Linked DNA regions of Athene noctua: region 2 is linked to region 1. Evidence: chromatin contacts called from public Hi-C data. All regions are on one chromosome and are shown on one strand. Each heading gives the region's core, a stretch centred on a gene start, on an enhancer-like site or on the middle of the called end of the contact. The rest is flanking DNA. Distances are from core to core; before and after follow the strand shown.

Evidence for each region. A called contact is a pair of places that touch in the nucleus more often than the background predicts.
Region 2: a contact with region 1 is called in a Hi-C map of heart, with 5 times the contacts expected there. The contact joins the promoter of APBB2 here to the promoter of NSUN7 in region 1. A contact is called at or near these places in 2 of 2 Hi-C or Micro-C datasets (heart and liver).

The regions. Positions count from the first base shown.
Region 1 is chr4:26,825,796-26,828,496 of bAthNoc1.hap1.1, reverse strand. NSUN7 (NOP2/Sun RNA methyltransferase family member 7) reads right to left here and starts at 1,316. Exons shown (of 13, transcript XM_074904713.1): 1 at 1,090-1,316.
Region 2 is chr4:27,040,977-27,043,676 of bAthNoc1.hap1.1, reverse strand. It overlaps APBB2 (amyloid beta precursor protein binding family B member 2), which reads left to right and starts at 1,443. Exons shown (of 15, transcript XM_074904704.1): 1 at 1,443-1,529.

The sequences.
Region 1 (2,701 bases), core at 67-2,566:
CACTAGACAAATACAGTATTTGTAGCACATAATATAGATCCATATGAATAGCAAAGAAAAAATGTTTCCAGTGTATACATAACTTCACTTAAAGTGAAAGGTAACGAGTGTATCATAAACACTCAGCTTGAAGGATAGCTCAGCTTTGACTTAATGAACTCAAGTGAACAGAATTATGTCATTTATTCACCACACAGCATAGGAAAGGATTTACACACACACTAATTCCTCTGTATTACCAATACATGTATTTTTCTTCTTTATTTATCACCTTTGTCAGTAGCCTCTACCATTATACAATTCAGGAAAAGATAAACAATAAACAACCCCACAGCATTTGTGTTGTACCAGGTACAGCAGGCAGCCTGGCCACCCAGTACTACTTCATATTAACAGGAATTCATGAAAAGTGGCTCTGTGAGCATTCACACGGTTCCTCAGACACCAACAAACAGTAAATCTTTGACAGCCATCTACTGTAGTTTTTGTCTTACTAATTTTATGGGTATACATGACCATATCTGCTTTCTAACAGCAACTGCAACTGTCTGATACAGTTACAATGGACGGCAAAGCTTCTACTGTCCCCAACTTCAGTTAACTAAGCTAGAGGGAAGATTAATGGAAGTCAGGAGAAAAAGCCAGCCACGAGACCGTTCCCCAACTCCCCTTCATTTATGAGAAACGGCCCCTGACAACTCATAGTACTGTCACAGAAAAAAAGATACTTCTTTGTATAAACACGCGAAGGGTTTCTTGAAACACTGGGCTGAAAGGCTTAAAAAACAAACAGCCCCCCCCAACCCACACAGGCGCGAACGCAGCAACGCCCAACCCCCTCTCCCTGGGCAGTAACCCGAGGGTCCTTTTTTATCTGACAGGGTTCCTCCCCCTCGCTTCTCCCTCCGGGGAGGGCGGCGCGGGGCGCTGCGGGGAGAGGCGGCCCCCGCCAGCGGCCTGCCCTACGCTGCCGCCGGGCCTGAGCGGCTCCCCCGGGCCGCGCCGGGGCAGCCCGGGCGCTGGAGCCCCGCTCCTCCGTCCCCCTGCCCAGCACGGGAGCGGCACCCGCATACCCCCGTTAACCCTTACCGCCGGCGAGGCGTTCCGGCGGCCCCGCCAGGCCGCGGCCCCGGGCAGACAGGGCCGGGCCGGGTCGCACCGCGCCCGGCTGGGCTGCGGCGGCTGCGTTCGGGAGGGGGCGACACGCCGCCCCTCTCTGCTCGGCGCGGGGGCTCCGCCTGCCCAGCTCTCCCGCCTGCCCGCGCCTCCGGGCACCAGCCCCGCTCCCGCCTGGGGCGCTGCTTCGCGCCGAGGCGGGTGCGAGGGCGCGGGGCGAGGAGGCGCTGCGGAGCGGCGGCGGGGCGGCGGCGGGAGGCGTCAGTCCGGCCGGGCGGGTCGGGTCCAGCGCCCGGCGCCGGGCCGAGCCCTTCCCTCGAGGGAGATGCCAGGAGTCGCATAATTAATTCAGAAGCCACACGAAAGTGCCAAGATCCACCCTGGCAACGGCACGTGTGCGTGTGTCTGTAAAATGGTTCTTAAGAGGAACACTCCCCAAACAGTATTAATTCTTCCAAACTCCATGACCACTTCAGAAAATAAATCTTACCAACGCTTGTATTCCTCCTGCATCGAAACACCACCCGTTACAGGACTGGAAATCCCACAAATACAGGAACAGCCCCAGATAAGGTGCTGGGCACTTGCACTTGGATTTAGCAGAGTGCTATTACTGAACACAATGCTCTCGTAATGTTTTAGCTGACTCAACCTCTGCTTTTATTCAGTTGATACAGAGAAATGATTACTTGTTTTGAGACTTACTTACTTATAGCAAACTGCTTAGCAACTTACTTATAGCAACTTACAGTATAACTTACAGTATTTTTTAATATTGCTAAGAATCCTGCTTGCCCAGACTGTTCCATGGAATTTTACCATGGACTACTGTGTTCATCAAAACAAAGGAGTTTACTGTGAAAATCTACCAAGAACTGCAGTGTTCAACAAAATATTATTCTTTTGTCCTTGGGGAACAGGTGTGCTCTAACTAGTTGGGTCTTGGTAATGAGTAAAGATAGACATATACGAATAGTAGAAGTTCCATTGGTTTTCTTAGATAAGATAGAATGAATAAAACAGCTGAAAACCACTCTTGTTAATCAAGAATTTGGCGAAGAGAATCTGCACATGACCCAGGGAAAAGTACAAGGTGAGAAAGACTACGAGCCTTCCTCCCAAAGACCCCCGAAGATGCCCACCAGGAGGCAATGCGCAGGTGCAAAGAGAACATAAACTGCTGACACCGGCCTTTCGAACTAGCCCAGCCTTACTCATGCATATGCATTTGTGTTATGTAATCCAATGAATATGGATATCCACACTCTATAAGTTTTCGGTAAAATGTGCGGTGGGTGTGCAAGCTTTGTGGAGAAATCCCCTTGCACCCCGGCGCCGGAGTAAACATACCTGCTTTATAACTCTATTCGAGTTGTAGAGTCTTTTTCCACGAATCACAGTCTTAAAACACATAATTGGATCAGGCTTTTAAGTTGCTTCCAGACTTTTTATTTTAAAAAACAAACAAACAAACAAAAAGACTTATTGAAATTATTCCAGTAATCAACCAATAAATCACCTTGTCAGAAATCTACTTTCCCCCCATAAACTTCATTCCTGTTACATCAGTGCTGTTATGGGCAAT
Region 2 (2,700 bases), core at 194-2,693, 220 kb before region 1:
GGTGGATGTCAATATCATCTTTTAAAACCATAAACATTTCTAATTGAAGATGCTATATTCCTATTCATTTTAATAATCCCTTTAATTGTGCTTAGTTCATGAGCGTTCTGCTGTTATCAGGAGCATAGTTGTAAAGCCAGGGAATGAAATATTGAAGAAGGTTCTGGAATGCATTAAAAAAATCATCTATTTCAGATAAATAGATTTGCCATTATAAATGGTGTGATAAATTTTAAAGTAGACTTGGGCACTTCAATAGCATTGCTAAATATGTTTTCATTTAAGAGGAGGCTGGCCATTTCATTATTGTAATAGTCGTCTTTTACCTCCTTGTATGTCTTTTGGTCACTCAAATACAACACTGTGTTTTACTGCTGAGTGTTTTACTTTTCCAGGGACGTCCTAAGATTGTTAGAAGGTGTAGGAGTAAAAGTTCTGTTAGCAGTTACATGCTTTCCACCAAGCTACCATCCCATCTTGAATATTTTGCCTCAGCAATGAGTGGTTTCTTCCCCTGTGATCTCAAAAGCCTATCTTGACAGCACAGACAAAATCCCACATATTTGGAGGGCTTTAAACAGAAAGACCTTCCCATGAGTGTGTTCTTTAAGCCTCACTACTAGCTGTCTGGGGTGTTGCTGTGATTTTCTACTCATCCGTCTCAAGATATGCCCAGGGATTTACACTGAGCCTTACCCTGTACTACTGCAAGCAGGTCAAGGCAATGAAGTTTCCAGCACTGGTCCTTTTACTTGTTTTCTGCACTTGAGAATACCCGGTTTTCTGTCCATGCTGGCTATGTAACTTTTGAGACCCACCAGAACCCAGCTGCCTGGTGAGCTACGGGGGTGTCAAGCACCCTCCGTGAGCACTCAACTAGAGGGGGTCACTGATGTTCATCAGCCACGTTTAACCCACCCCACATTGCTACTGGAGTCCATATCCAGTGTGAAAAATAACCCATTCTTCTAGGTGGGCTATCTACCTCTCTGGCTCTTGTTATTGGTGGAGGAGTGCTAGGATACAGCAGGTGGCATTTCAGGTATGTAGCTGCTACCGCCTCACCTTGCCCTGGGTATTATTACATTCGCCAAGCACAAGCCCGACTCTTCTTTTATCCCCCTAAAGAGAAGAAATGATTTTTCATTATTTTCAGGGGTACACCTGTCCTCTCGCGTGAACCCTACCCCTTCACGGAAGGACAGCTGCTCTGGAGGCTACCGACGAGCTGCTGGCTACCGGCCGTCGCGGCCGGGCGCTGCCCGCCGCCCCGGGGCACACGCAACATGGCGCCGCGGCGCGCACCCCCCCTCAGACCCCGCCTCGCCCCGCCCGCCCGGGCCCCTGCGGCCCGCGGCTCTGGGCGGCGGCCGGGGCGGAGGGAGAGGAGGGGCGGCGGCGGCCGGCGGCCGGAATCGTTTCCTGGGTAAGCGCAGCGGGCTGGGAAGCGTTTCCGGAAGGCTGGCCGCATCCCGCAGCGGGCTACGGGCGCCTCCGGGGCGGGCGGCGCGGAGCGGAGCGGCGGGCAGGTGCGTTCTGCGGCAGGCCGGGAGGCAGGGAAGGGGGGAAGGAAGCGCGGGGCTGCGCGTCCCGCGGCAGGACCCCCGGTGCGCCGCCGTCCGCGGTGCCGCCGCTCCGGCCGGCCCGCTACCGGTGCGAACGGGCAGGAGGCCGGGGGAGAGCCCCGCCGCCCTTGCCTGGGGCGGCTCCGGCGCATCCCGGCCTCGGGCGTGCCGGGCCCGGGGCGGCCTGCGGCTGCCGGGTGCCGCCGCCAGCCCGCCGCCCCGCTCCCTCCGCTCCCCGCCGGCGTGCAGAAGTGCTGCGGCGCTGCCGCTGCTGCAGGGAGCTGGCCGGAGCCGCGGGGCGAGCGTGGGCTTCCCTCCCGCCGACGGCGGGTCTTGTTCTGCTCGGGGGGGCCTGTAAGGTAGAGACGGCATGAAAAGTGGCGAAAGTGCCTGTAGAAGTAGCCTCCCTCTTTTTTTTTTTTTTTTTTTTTTTTTTTTAATTCGGAGGTGGTTATTAGAGTGGGCTTTGCGAGTTCAGCTCTGTGATTAAATCGTACTTGAGGATTGTGCGCGGCTTTGCAAATGGGAGTCCGCAAAACCACAATATTTGGAACAAAAGGTGGACCCCATTTAATCCCACTTGAAGATTTTAGGAATTCGCTTGGGTCCCATGACAGCAACGAAGCTACTTCTCGTTGCGGCTAGAGGGGGAATGAATTCAGGCAGATGAAATAAGACAGAAAGTGCAATGGTTCGTATTTGTACTTCATTGCATTGCCTGCTTGTTTGTAGTGTTTTATAATTCTTGGCTGGGCTCCTGCTCATTAGGGAGGGTAAGTGCAGTTCTGTGCTTTAAACTGAAACCAAGGACTGGTGATAGATTGGTAGGCTTTGTGCGTTGTGGATGCTGTTGGTGGCTGTACAGGGTAACGGTATCTGCAGTAAGCTGTGCAGGATAACTGTATCTGCAGCGAGTTTCAGTGCTTCACTGAAGAGCTGCTGTTTTGCCCCAGAAGCCGAGGTACAGGTTGCTGAGCTGCTGCAGGCTTGCTGTGTCCTTTGGCTCGCCAGTGTGTTCCTTCAGTTTGTTCTAGATCTGATCTGACATGTCATCATCCTGCCATCTCATGCTCTAGTACTTTCTGAAAGCCTAAATGACTTGTCTGAGTTTAAAACTATTTTCTGCCTGCATAAT